4 separate regions of the Mus musculus genome follow, and all the other regions are linked to region 4. Evidence: chromatin contacts called from public ChIA-PET and HiChIP or PLAC-seq data. All regions are on one chromosome and are shown on one strand. Each heading gives the region's core, a stretch centred on a gene start, on an enhancer-like site or on the middle of the called end of the contact. The rest is flanking DNA. Distances are from core to core; before and after follow the strand shown.

Region 1 (3,171 bases), core at 98-2,597, 730 kb after region 4:
TCATTTACCTGACTCAGTTCATAAAGTGGATGGATACGCTGCTGTACTCCGCTTAGGCCACCACCCTCACTAGACATGCAGAGGCCGCTGGCTTACACACATTGTAACATTTGTGTTGTGTTTAACGGGTCCAAAGTGTCCTTCTTTCAAACCACTTTTAGAGCATCCTTCTTTTAGGTTGTTGATGCCTATAAATGTATCTCCCTCGGGCTGATACCACCTGATACCACCGTGTGGTTGCTGCCGCTGCCAGATCAGCGCCCCCCCCCCCCCCCCGATTTCAGCAGTGGGGCAGGTTTGAAATAGCATCTTTAATAAAAGGGCAATGGGCCTTACCGCTGTTTCCTTTTGTAGATTTTAGTTATTATTGGGGCTTTCCTGGGGTTCTGGCTCTGAACGATCCTGTCAGGCATTGGCTCAGTGTTTCTCTGCTATTCAGAGATGGCACCAGGCCCATGGGGTTGAGAGTGTAATACAGATGTGTGCGTTATCAGGAATGTTCCAAAAAGCACCTCGTGGTTTTCTCTGGGGTTCATTTTTGTTTGTTTGTTTGTTTTTGTTTTCTTTTTTTGTTGTTTTTTCTTTGGGGGTTTGGGGGGGCTGTTTTGTTTTGCAGAATTAACCCTTTCAGGGGGGTTATTGTCCTCAGTTGTCTTAGTTATGTGACAGGAAGGCCTTAGGGTGGGGATCTCTTCCTTCATCTGGAAACTTAATTTCAAATCTTACGCTTACTGCATAATGAAAAATGCCCAGGAATTGTGTGAAAGTAAGGATGAGCTGTTGCCCTGACATCTGAAAATTTTGAAACAGGTGACTATTACAGAAGCCTATTAGCTTTTCGGGACTCCCTTCCCCACAAGTTTTAAGTCAATGATCCCTCTTTCTTCCTATATTTTCTCTGCTGCATATATGATCAGTGACCTTAAAAAGCAGTCATTCAAAAACTATGTTTGGCAAACACAGCTTAATTTTCAAGTCTGGTGCAGAGTTTCTCACAGAGAGCTGGGGCCCTGAAGACAGAACGCGCTCTTTTGAGCTGCATTTTGAAAAGGGAAGGGAACTGTAACTCATTCCTTGTGGTAGAGGACAAGCAATGACTCTCGGCAATGGTCTGGGGCTCCGACCTGCCACTGCCACCGTAAAGACCCGGCTCGTGGGGCTCCGACCTGCCACCGTAATGATCTACCTCCGTGGGGCTCCGAACCGCCACCGCCACCTGGCTCCATGCCCTTTCCCTCCTAGCCTCCGAGCAGCTTCTCTGGCTGCCACGTGACCCCAAGAGGCCATTTCATGTGTTCCCACTGGGTACCACCTCTGCTGTGCCCTCTGGTGGCCTTGGCTCACCACTGCTGCTGCCTCAGCAAAGTTTGACCTTGGCGCTATCAAGAGCCATCTCTCCTCTCTACTCCAGCCGCTCATGGGAGTCCGGGTGCCTGCTGACGCTGCTCCAGCCGAGAGGGAGTGATTTGTCTCCTCAGCTGGCCACAGCAGTCCACCCTGCTCCACTCTCCAGTAGCTTACACACTGAGACCCTGAAAACCACGCTGGTTCCCCAGGCCCTGCATCATTTAGGTGACCACAGTATACCACTGCCTCAAAAAATATTTCTCCTCTTTTCAACAGTCCAGACGAGATAGACCAAGCCAAAGAATGAAGCTTAGTTATTACACCACATGTAAGAGGAAACTCAAAATAGATCAATAGCTTATGTCAAGAGCTAAACCAATAAAACTTTTAGAAGAACACAGGAGGAAAGCATCATGACCTTAATGAAATGGGGTCTTGGGTCTGGGATCAAACGCAGAAGCAATACACAGGGGCTGGGGTAAATTAGACCCTAACAAATCTAAGAACCTGTAACATTGAAGGATTTTATCAAGAAAGTGAAAATAACCACTAGGGAATGAGCAGGGTGGCAACTCAGACAACAGTCTGAGCAAATCCCAGCACTTGGGAGGCAGAGGCAGGTGGATCTCCAAGTTTGAGGCCAGCCTGCTCTACAGAGTGAGTTCGAGGCCAGCCAGAGCTGCCCAGAGAAACCCTGTCTCAAAAACAAACAACCTCTGCCCCTACCTCCCAAAACCCAATAGAATGGGAGACTCTGCCAATTCCACACGGGATGTTGTGTGAATATTCCTCAGGAGGTGTGACCAAATGTCTGTTCACTACAGTTGGGGCACCAAGGAGAAGTAAGGAAACCACTCCCCCAAAGTCTTACTTGCTGAACAAATGAGTTTATTACGGTTATTGGCAGAAGCATGGGTGACCAGTTCCATCACCCAAAGTCTCCTACCCCAGCTAGCAGTGCATGTAAGCCACATCCAAGAGCCTGTAGCCCAGTTTGTAGGCAGCAACACCAAAAAGGCTCCGCTCCAGGGCAATTGCTGTGGGAGGGATTGTGTGTGAGGCTAGTAGCTTTCTGAGCTTCCTGTAATGTTCCTGAGCTTTCTAAGCCTTCGAGTTTTCCCCTTCCTCTCCCCAGAACAGAATGCTTCAGTTTGGAGAAGATAGCTGCACAATCTGTAGGAAGGGTCTAACGTCCAAAATAATAGTCTTCATTTCTCAATAATGAAAAAGCAAACAAACAACCTTTAAACTATCAAAGCACTTGGGTTAGCATTTCTCCAAGATACACACACACACACACACACACACACACACACACACACACACCCTGATATACATATAAAAGGATACTCAATCAGTATCATTGATCCCAATGGAAATGTAAACTAAAGCCATCTTCAGATCTCTCCTTACACTCACTAGGATGGCTATAACCAAAACCAGACAACAGGAAGAACTGTCCAAATGTGGTAAATCGGAGCACCCGTAGCTTACTGATGAGAATGTAAACTGTAGGCTGCTGTGGAGAGCAGTTTGCAGGTTCCTGACAATGTTAAGTACGCCCCCGGGTGGTGCAAGCAGAGAATTGACTCCTGTGAGGTGTCCTCTGGCTTCCCCATGCCCACTGTAGCACACGAGTGTGCCCTACACACACACACACACACACACACACACACACACACACACACACTGGCACATAAATGCACAAATAAATGCAACTGTAAATGTAATGCTGAGTACAGTCAGGAGTAGTGAGGCAGGCATGTAGGCAGCACTCGGCTTGTGGAGGCGGGAAAACTACAAGTTAGACACAGTGGTCAGCCT
Region 2 (3,362 bases), core at 558-3,057, 920 kb after region 4:
GATCTTCCTTGCGCCAGTCCCGAGTTTTTTCTCGTCCCGGAATTCGGCACCAATTGTTATTAAACGCGTTCTCACGCCCGGCCAGGAAGAACACCACAGACCAGAATCTTCTGCGGCAAAACTTTATTGCTTACATCTTCAGGAGCAAGAGTGTAAGAAGCAAGAGAGAGAGAAAACGAAACCCCGTCCCTATTAAGGAGAATTTTCCTTCGCCTAGGACGTGTCACTCCCTGATTGGCTGCAGCCCATCGGCCGAGTTGACGTCACGAGGAAGGCAGAGCACATGGAGTGAAGAACCACCCTCGGCACATGCGCAGATTATTTGTTTACCACTTAGAACACAGCTGTCAGCGCCATCTTGTAACGGCGAATGTGGGCGCGGCTCCCAACAGACAATAACTTAACATTCTAGTCAATCTGAGGAACCTCTTATAGTTAAAAACTAAGTGTAAGAAAATTTAATTCTAACCTTGAGGCATTAAAAAAAAAAAAGTAGAATCTTTGAGGCCAGCTGGAATAAACTGGATGCTAATAAGAGTGCTTAATCACAGTCAAACAGGCAAAAAGAAAAAGAAAAAGGCTGTTTTATAGAAATATGATCGCTGCCAGCCCAATAATCACTGGTTTGCTTTTAATATTTATCCAGAGACATCTGTTCAGAACTAATGCAATATGGGTTGCTAAATATGGAACCGTTCTTTGGTTCTAAAATACAGTCTTTTCTACAATGGCCACACAAAATATTAAAAAAGGAAGGAAAAGGACCCAGAAAAGCAGATACAATCTTAACGCCAGTCTCCATCAGAGAAACCCACATGCCTTTCCTTTTACCTTAAAATGCTGTCAGTTTCATGTTTATTTTTATTGTGTGTGGAATGAAGATGAATTCAGATCTCATATTTTATGTATGTGTGTATGTGTATGGAGTGTATGTGCATACATCTGTGCAGGCCAGAGGTCAACCACAGGTTTCATCCTCAAGACGCCACCCAGCTGGTGACCAAGCCTTCACATGACACGTGTGCTGGGACACCAGACTACATCTGCTCTACAATGAACTAAAACCCAATCAGGAGGGCACACCTGTCTTAACCAGATCATCTGAGGTGGAAAGAGCCACCTTTAACTTGGGCCACTCCTGGTATAAAATGACTCCCAGGGAAGCTTGCTCACACTCACTGGCAAGTCCATCCTTCACTGGTATTACAGCCAGCTTCTTTAGGATTCCAGCATACATTCAAAAGCATGTCTAACATCCAGACTCGTGGACAGAGCAACTGCTGGAGTGTTGGACCTTCTACTTGTAGAGTCATTGCTGTACTAGCTGGACCATAACCTGTCAGCCACCTTAATAAATTCTCCCCCACCCCTCTCTCATTCATATTCATATTCATATTCTCTCTCTCTCTCTCTCTCTCTCTCTCTCTCTCTCTCTCTCTCTGTTTTGTGTGTGTGTGTATTCTATCAGTTCTGCTTTCCAAGAGGATCCCAATACAGCCTGGAGCTTACCGATTAGGCTAACTTTTTAGACAGTGAGGAGCCCTAGGGATCCCCCTTCTCTGTGCACACCACAATGCCCAGCCCTTTAATGGGCTCTATCTCCGGCTCTTGCATTTGGGAGGCAAGCACTTTACTGACTAAACCATCTCCCCAGCCCTGGTTCCATTCTCCCCTCTGCTGCCCCTACAAGCCTCATAAGGTTTTTCTGCCATGTGTACATTTCTTCCGCTCACAGGACTGCAGGCTTAGACCATAACAATGAAGCTCAACTCCGCCTTCAGAGGCAGAACAGCACAGTAAACTACAGCGGGGACTTCCCTTCAGCCTCTCCACTGCACTCTGACCTAATCTGGTCTACCAGTCACCCCTAAGTTCTCAGCCTGAAAGCACCGAAGGGAGCCCCAGTGAATGGGAATCTGTGTTTCTGCACAGAGACTGCAGGCTCCTAAGCCAGTGTTATAGGAAATGCTGAACTTAAGTTTACAAGGGGCCTCCTGTGTGTACATTCCTGATCTGTATGTGCCATCCTTCAAGCATCTCTTTATCAAACATTACCACTTCCAACTGGAGAAGGAAGAGAAACATGGCCTGCCTGACATGTTAAGCTTTTTTTCTTTTGAGAGGATATTGACTCTTTTTTGATGTTGTTGTTGTTCATTTATTTAGTACCAAAGAGTTTTATAATGATCCTAGAAAAATGTCACACAGAATTACACAGCAATGACAATGAAGTCATCTGTTTTAGAGAAAAAAAAAAGTCCCTAAAAGGCACTTAGCTGTATTGGTCAGAAAAAGTAGGCCATGGATGACTAAACTTAGTCCAGCATCTGCAGGCTGCCCAATGCCACTCTAACTATGGTTAGGTGACATTAGCACTGACTGTCCTATACAGCTACTAGTGAGTCTCATAAGATTTGTTACTAGAAGGCAGCAAAACTGCCCCCAAGTGGAAGGGTCAAGAGAATCTGAGCACATGGGTTGGAGAGGCCTGGAGTGCTGCTCAGAGAAGGCCAGCTAACAGAGAGCAGGGGGAGCTAGAGGCCACCCTCACTGAAAACAGGCCCGCTGTTATGGTACTGGGGTGAGCCACTGACCTTTGATGTTCACAGCTGAATGCTGTTGTTGCTGTGCATTTTACTGTGTGCACATGCATGTGCCTGTACCTTTAAGCCTTCACTGATACTTTGTAGCATGAGTCTGTGTTGTCATCTCTTGACTGTCTTCCCACTGGATCTACAAACTCCTCTCAGGAAATGTTGCCATTTGCAGACAAAGATATTGAAGTTTAAGCATTTGTGGGAGGTAGCTTTTTAAAGTATTTATCGTTTGCATGCGTTTGTGTGTATTTGTGTGTGTGTGTGTGTGTGTGTGTGTGTGTGTGTGAGTGTGTGTGTGCTGGGGTAACATGTGGAGACCCCAGGAGACTTTGGTAGGCAGGTATATCCAGGCACCATGGGTCGCAGGGACTGAATGGAGGCTCTCAGGCACGTTCAGCAAGTGCTTTTACCTGCAGCCCCATCGTCCAGATCCAGAAAACACCTTACACAGTTGACTTGTACTTAAGAATCCTTAAAAGCTAGTCCCATTTTCTTATTAGTATGTAATCACTGTACAAAAGAATGGGTTTTGTTGTATTTTCATGCATTTATATAGTATACTTCAATTATATTCACTCCATAGTTATGTTTTTAAAGAGGGGGAATCTTTTCTTTTTTTAAGAGGGGGAATCTTATGAAAACTTAAAATTAATTCCATCCTTTTATCTATTATGAATGTCAGTTCTGAAATAAGCAGGAGAAATAAAATCATGTTGTTTATAATTCTACATCTGAAGAATTAACTCATATATAAATATGAGTATG
Region 3 (3,502 bases), core at 482-2,981, 780 kb after region 4:
GTTCTCACAGATAAATCTTAGGAGGCAAAGGCAGGTGACAGCAGACAAATGGGCACCAAACCCATCTCTTAAACTAGTCTCTGTAGTTTCTTCCAAGCCTGACATGAACAAATTGCAGTTTATAAAAATGAAAATACTTCTGTGTCTCATCCATTGCTCTTCCTCCTAGGGACCCTGGGAAACGGCGTGCCAGGGCCTCCTCGTGCCCTAGCAGCTCAGACCTGAGCAGGAAGGAAACCAGGGCAGGTGAGTGTGCCTCTCTGCCCTCAGCATCATAGCAGATGAGAGTGCCTCTCCTCCTTCAGCATCCAGAGCAGGTGAGAGTGCCTCTCCTCCTTCAGCATCCAGAGCAGGTGAGTGTGCCTCTCCGCCTTCAGCATCCAGAGCAGGTGAGTGTGCCTCTCCGCCTTCAGCATCCTTCATTCTCAAGATCTTTGTGCTGTTAAACAGTGTGACTTGTTTTTCAAAGACAAATGTTAGGTGGAAGTCAAGGAGAGTCTAGAGTGCCACACCGAGCCCTTAGTAACTCTGTTCGACAACTTCAGGAACTGGATCCAACTTGCTCAGAAACCATTTGTTTTCTAAGTTTTCATTTTTCACTGCCGTCTTAAACCAGTATCCAGGTCTGCTGCCTTCAATGTAGACAGAAACTCACAGAAATTATAGCTTGAAGGTATCTGGAGGGTTTGTGTGCAGATTTAATATCAGTGTAAATCTAAACTTAAGTTCAAAAGCATTGCCCACTTAAATGAAGAAGGTTTTAATTCTTCAAGATTTTTTGTTTTTTGTTTTTGTCTTTAAAATAAAGAAAAAGATACAAATGTGGCACATTGTTAACATTGGACCAAACTAGTCAGGGTAGGACAGCTGTCTGTTACATTAAATGAAACTATATTATGAAAGCCCTTTAGGGACTTTATTCTGCCTGAGGAAATATGAAATAATACAGACCAATGGTTAGAAATGGTGCAAAGTCAGGCAGTGAGAAAAATGAGCCAGGGAACATTTGTTACACTATACCACTGTAACATTGTAACACTGTAACATTGTAACACTGTAACATTGTAACATTGACTGTACAACACAAGCAGCAGGTGAAACCTTAAGTTGTGGAAACAAGAGTTAGGGAGCTCTGTGTCACACCTAGAAAAACAAACATGCTGTCACCCCCATTTCAAAGGCTGGTGACCCCCCCCCCCATGGGGAAGGATCTAGATAAGGCAGGCATAAGAAGGTTTTAAGCCTTCAAGGTTTTTGTTGTTGTTGTTGTCTTTAAAATAAAAAGATACAAACGTAGCACATTATTAGCATTGAACCAAACTATTCAGGGTAGGACAGTGTCTGTTATATTCTTCATAGTTTTTTTTTTTCATTTCACACAAAAGTTTATGTCGGGCTCTATGAGTACACATCTATAATCTGAACATTTTGGAAACAGAGACAGGGTTATGAATTGCAGGCCATTCTGAGCTACAGTAAGACCTTGTCTCAACAAAAATAAAAAATGATGATAAATGATATCAATCTAGCACCGTGTAAAAGATGTTATCTTCAAACTAGCCCCTCACCAGTAAGGAGACAGTTAGTGGTCACCTGCAATGTATCTAGAACTCAGGAGAATCTAAGCCTTCCAATTCCCTAGACAACATTGTTGCTAAGGGGTTTACGTTTGCATGCTAAAAACACCAGCCAATGCTAACAATGTATCAAGCTGTTGGGTCCAAAGCTGAAAGCTGTGGTTAACAGCTATAACCACGGAGACAGCAGAATCTTCAAAAACAGGCAGTATTTCTTGCCTGACTTACCCAATTTTCCTGTTGAATCATTATTTTTATATTTAGCAAGCAGTGAACCTAGATGAAAGTCCTTTTTAAAATTTGAAGTTGTTCCCCAAGACTGGGCCACACTGTGTGTTTGTAGACATGCTTCAGTTTCTAGAATTCACTGGGGATAGGGTATGGAATGGAGGTGATGGGGGCAGTGAGGACCACATGGGGATACAGAAGCAAGGCCATAGCAAGACACAACCACATTAGTGGGGATTCCTGGGAGACGACCGAGAAGAAATTCTTATACCACAGTGTTTAGCTAACTTCTCAAAATGAGTCTGAGAAGTCTCAGAAGGGTCTGGAGGTAACTAAACTTGGGTGATTTCTGACTCATCTTGATAATCATTTCTTCCTGGGGGGAGCATGTTGACTGATTTCACTCTTCCTGGGGAACTAGTTGATCGCTCAGCTTTACATTGAAAAGCACACTGTGTAGGGGTTTCGTTTTGGTTTTTTGTTTTTTTTTTAAGACCACATGGATTTAAAGCCTGAATTTCTAGTAATTTGGGGTTTTGATGTGTTAGAGCAGGTTCCTACTCCAATAGATGATGCCACAGCTCAATGTCAGAGTCTTTTTCTCGAACCCTTTACCATATTTTTTGAGATGGTCTCTCGTTGGACATGGAGCCACATTCTGGCCACACTGAGCTGGTCAGTGAGCTCGCAGGATCTGCCTGTTTCTGCTCCTCTGCTCTGGGGTTACAGCACCATGCCTGGCTTCTTTTATATGTGCTGGGGATCCAAGCCTGGGTCCTGAAGCTTGCAGCAGCAGGTGCCTTACCCACCGAGCCATCTCCCCAACCTGCTTTCTAGCAAATTTAAGTGTTTCCTATATATGTCAAGGAAATTGACTGTTGTTGACTTAACAACTTCTGGCTTTTTGTTTGCCTTCTTCAATACTGAGTCTGTTCATATCCTTTGGCCTCTAAGTGGATTAATTACCTAGGACTATGAGCGGCGGTCTTCTTATACTGCGTGGCTATTTGTATTTACTTTTAGAATTACATGCTTGTTTGTTTTGTTTGTTTAATGTGAGTACATGGTTGCTCTCTTCAGACACACCAGAAGAGGGCATCGGATCCCATAGCAGATGCTTGTGAGCCACCATGTGGTTGCTGGGAACTGAACTCAGGACCTCTGGAAGAGCAGTCAGGGCTCTTAACCGCTGAGCCATCTCTCCAGCCCCATGTGCATGTTTTATCCAGTTCAAGCACACTCAAAAATCCAAAAAGCAGAGATGATGGTCTACAGTCTTTTGTCTGCCATTCTGAAAACCTCAACATCCCAAACGTTGAAATAGCTCTAGTGGCAATGGCAGATCCGACCAGAGCTGTAGTGTTGGCCCCTCTAGTGTGAGCGTTCACGTGTTACGCTGGAGGGTGGTGCTCCGAAGTCCCTGTTGTGAACACTGCTTTCATTCTGAGATCCAGGCATTTCTGAAGCCTGCACCACACCTGGCCCAAAAGTTTGGAAAAGGAACTCTGGGCCTGCACTCAAGACTAATTCTGTGCTAAAGACAATTCAATTTTGTTTTATGATGAAGTCTTGCTGATAGGTCTGCACAGATTAGCCGGTCTTGCTGTTTTGCCTACATTGTATCCTTACCATTTAAACACAGTTTAGTTGTTGAGACTTCCCTGTTTGCATTTGGTGCTCCTGAGTGTCCCCAGGTT
Region 4 (3,329 bases), core at 183-2,682:
GCACAACCTAGACAACTTAGATCATCACCACACCCAACCTAAAAGCAACTTAGCAGACACAGAACGCTCTCCCCCAGAGCCGCTGTTATACTCGAAACCTACTAATTATGGTTACCACCACCAGAAATAACCCATTAGGCGCTTGCTGTAAGTGCCATCAGCTTTAAGAATAACCGGTGCCATATGTCTTAGTAAAGTGCAACACAGAATCCAACATTACAATCTTAAACCTAACATCCCCGGAAACTGCACTGGGTTGCGTTCTGACGCGACCTTTAATGTGGAAAGACTCGAGAACTAAAAGCAAAGGAGCTTGCGACCCCACCAACTACCTCCTTCCATCAACGAATCCCGCTTAATCCTTCATGCCTGCACTTTTCCGTTGTAAACAGGAAACTCCAGAGGAAAGGAAACGGAGAAAATCCTATTTGTGCTTTTATAAAAGGAATAACGGCAGCGCTCTCCAACCCCCACGATGTGATTGAACAAATGAAAAAAGCAACCGGAGGAAGTGACGGGGTGGGCTGCTGGTGAGCTCACTTGGAAGTCCCAAACATGACACCCAGCTTAGGGGTGCCCCCAAACATCTGTACCAACAGCTGCAGCGGGGACACCGGGACAAGAGGGAGAAAGGGTGACGGGAGCGAAGGATGCGGAGTTGTGCCCACACGCTCTTATTCCCCCTCGGCCAACTCTTCTCTCGCCCCCCGTCCCAGCCCAGCCCGCTCCCTCCAGAAAGAACACCCAACAAAGCCGAGGCTGGGGAGACAAAGAGGCGGCAGGCGAGGGGCGTCCAGAACAATGCGGATCGGATCCCCGCCAAACTCCCGCGGACCACGCAGGCGGGCGGACAGCCCCGGAAATCGCCGCCGAGCTCCGGCCCCGTGGACAGCGGCCCTCAGGCCCCGCCGCCCAGGCGGCGTCCCTGGGACGCGGAGCAGCACCGGCGGGCAGGACGGCGCGGCCCGGAGCGGAGCGGAGAAGAGCGGAGCGGAGCGTCCGCCCGAGCGCGCCAGAGCGGGCCGCCGACGGGACTCACCCGCGTTCTGGTCTCGCGGCCAGAGGTAGTAGGTGGCGGGGATCACGATGAGCCCCACGAAGGAGGTGAGGAAGTAGAAGAAGGTGTTCCCGCTGTCATCGTACTGGAACTGCTGGCCCGCCATGGCTCCGCCTCCTCCGCCGCGCTCCCCTCACCGCCGTCGCCACGACCCCGCGCTGCGCTCCGGCTCCCGGCTCCCAGCGCCCCGGCCCCGTGTGGCGTAGCTCGGACGCCGCTACCGCCGCCGCCGCCGCCGCCGCCGCCGCTCTCCTCCCCGCCCCCACGCCGCTCTCACGGACACGCCGCCGCCGCCGCCGCGGCCGTCGCCAACTCTCGCGAGAGGAGCTAGTTCCCGCCCCACGCGGCTGTTCCCTCCCCGGCCGTCTCCTCCACACGCTCACTGAGGGAGACGTGGCGCGCGCAGCAAAGAAACTCTGTTGGACCCCGCCCGCGGCCCCGCCCCTGAGCCACGGACCACGCCCTCTGTTTTCCATAAGCCCGCCCCCGGGTCCCGCCCCCTGCTTACCAGGCTTTCCTTCCCAGCACCCTTCCCGGATTCCAGGAGCTTTCTTGCCAGGGTCCCCCAAGCAGTGAGCAGAGGCGAGCGTCCTAGGTGCGATTGGGACCTGAGCTTTTGCAACCTAAGCGAGGTTGCCAAACCTCTCCACTCTCTCCTATCCCTCTCACTTTTCCTCCACGTGAACCTCATGGAAACAAGTGCCATTAAAATAGGGAGCAAGGAAAAATAAATAAATGAAAAGAATAGGGAGCAAGGAACTCCTCAGAGTTCCAAAGCCTTGGTATTTGGAGCTGCCAGTTCACTAATGCTTTCTGTGACCCAAGCGATCATGTCTTCAATTTGTCAGTAAAACATGAAATAAAGCAAAATATAGATCGGTGGCTCTCAACCTTCCTAATGCTGCCACACTTTAATACAGTCCCTCATGTTGTCGTGACCCCGAACCGTAAAATTATTTTCATTTCTAGTTCATAACTGTAATTTTACTACTGTTACGAATTGTAATGTAAATATATGATGTGCATGATATATATACTCCCTCTAAAACGGTCTTTTGATAACTCCCCCTTAACAGGGTCAGGACCCACATATTGAGAACCAATGTCATATATGCTCTATTGATGAGAAAATTCAGACTCAAAACATTTTCCAGAGGTAACGCTCAATGGTTTGGGTTTGCTCAGGGCTTGAGGATCCAAACCCAGATCGCTCTGACGCCCCAAAGAGCCGCTGGCACTCCCCTGCAACCTGTGGGCAATCTGAAGAGGCAGTCACTCTCTGCTCCTGGCCACCGAATCTCAAGCTGGAGTCAGCTGAACTGCAGGATAGTCCTCTAACCTTGCAAAGATCCCACCAGAGTCCAGTGGTGGCCTTAGCAGGGTGGGTCCCAGTGTCTGCACTGCCCTCTGTGGATCAAGAGGACACAGGGCACTTTACACAGGACCGCTGTGAATAGTAAAGGAAACTGTGCAATATCTTTAAAAAGAGAAGCTACCGCGCAAGTACAAACATTCTGCTGTATTTTTTTTTAAGATTCATTTTTTATTTTTATGTATATGAGTACACTGTAGCCATCATGTGGTTGCTGGGATTTGAACTCAGGACCTTCAGAAGAGCATTCAGTGCTCTTAACTGCCCGTTTTGTTGTTGTTTTGTTTACTTTGCTTTTTGTTGGGGGGGGTGTTTTTTTTTTTTTCTTTTTGAGCCAGGGTTTCTTTGTGTAGCCCTGGCTGTCCCGGAACTCACTCTTTAGCCAGGGTTGGCCTCGAACTCACAGAGATCAGCCTGCCTCTACCTCCTGAGTGCTGGGAATAAAGCTGTACACCAGCACCAGCGTTTAAGGATTGTTTCAAGACTAGTCAGTTAACTACATGGCTTTTCAATATGCCTTCCATTGTCTGAGAGGAAATCTGGTTACACAAGCTCTTTCATTGAATGTCTCAAAACCAGTATTTATCATAATGAGTCATGCTTCCCCTTATACTAGATTATGTTCACAAGTATTCTGTCTCCCCTTTCAAATTCCAATTTAACAGCACATTTCTGAAAGCCACTTTTGCTACATTTTTCTGCCTTGTTCCCCCCCCCCCACTCCCCCGTAAAGTTTCCAAGGACTTTATTGTAAGAGGGAAACTTAGAAGTGGAAAAGAAACTTGGACTATGAAATCAGAACAGAACTAGGGCCATCCTGAGGCAGGATAGACAGGGAATTTGGGAGATTGAAGACAGAAAAGGGGACCTCATCCCAGAGTACTTAATGCCAGCACTCAG

What was found. ChIA-PET counts read pairs in DNA pulled down with a chosen protein or histone mark. HiChIP or PLAC-seq counts read pairs in DNA pulled down with a chosen protein or histone mark.
Region 1: a contact with region 4 is called in an H3K4me3 HiChIP or PLAC-seq map of bone marrow-derived macrophages, with 4 times the contacts expected there. The contact joins the enhancer-like site here to the promoter of Sec63 in region 4. A contact is called at or near these places in 4 of 39 promoter capture datasets (cranial neural crest, hippocampal neurons, liver and 1 more) and 3 of 115 datasets of contacts at active chromatin or transcription factors (astrocytes, bone marrow-derived macrophages and forebrain).
Region 2: a contact with region 4 is called in an H3K27ac HiChIP or PLAC-seq map of thymic regulatory T cells, with 4 times the contacts expected there. The contact joins the enhancer-like site here to the promoter of Sec63 in region 4. A contact is called at or near these places in 6 of 39 promoter capture datasets (the 3T3-L1 cell line, frontonasal cranial neural crest, hippocampal neurons and 2 more) and 4 of 115 datasets of contacts at active chromatin or transcription factors (bone marrow-derived macrophages, cardiomyocytes, double positive thymocytes and 1 more).
Region 3: an RNA polymerase II ChIA-PET map of memory CD8 T cells shows a contact between it and region 4, with 11 read pairs. The contact joins the enhancer-like site here to the promoter of Sec63 in region 4. A contact is called at or near these places in 8 of 39 promoter capture datasets (embryonic stem cells, frontonasal cranial neural crest, hematopoietic stem and progenitor cells and 4 more) and 7 of 115 datasets of contacts at active chromatin or transcription factors (astrocytes, embryonic hindbrain, extraembryonic endoderm stem cells and 4 more).

The regions. Positions count from the first base shown.
Region 1 is chr10:42,029,372-42,032,542 of GRCm38.p6, reverse strand. No RefSeq gene overlaps it. Among named protein-coding and RNA genes, the nearest start is that of Gm51798, 12 kb to the left of the region's middle. Within about 2 kb of position 1,347, at least 61 of the 459 cell types and tissues checked have an H3K27ac peak or open chromatin away from gene starts, as enhancers often do. A contact at or near this core is called in bone marrow-derived macrophages, where this site is marked.
Region 2 is chr10:41,837,561-41,840,922 of GRCm38.p6, reverse strand. The region is part of intron 1 of Sesn1 (sestrin 1); the gene reads right to left. Among named protein-coding and RNA genes, the nearest start is that of Sesn1, 29 kb to the right of the region's middle. Within about 2 kb of position 1,807, at least 16 of the 459 cell types and tissues checked have an H3K27ac peak or open chromatin away from gene starts, as enhancers often do. A contact at or near this core is called in hippocampal neurons and thymic regulatory T cells, where this site is marked.
Region 3 is chr10:41,977,265-41,980,766 of GRCm38.p6, reverse strand. Armc2 (armadillo repeat containing 2) reads left to right here. Exons shown (of 18, transcript NM_001034858.3): 6 at 170-246. Among named protein-coding and RNA genes, the nearest start is that of Gm33058, 20 kb to the right of the region's middle. Within about 2 kb of position 1,731, at least 78 of the 459 cell types and tissues checked have an H3K27ac peak or open chromatin away from gene starts, as enhancers often do. A contact at or near this core is called in hematopoietic stem and progenitor cells, memory CD8 T cells and pre-B cells, where this site is marked.
Region 4 is chr10:42,759,599-42,762,927 of GRCm38.p6, reverse strand. Sec63 (SEC63-like (S. cerevisiae)) reads right to left here and starts at 1,432. Exons shown (of 21, transcript NM_153055.3): 1 at 1,040-1,432. The coding sequence starts at 1,163.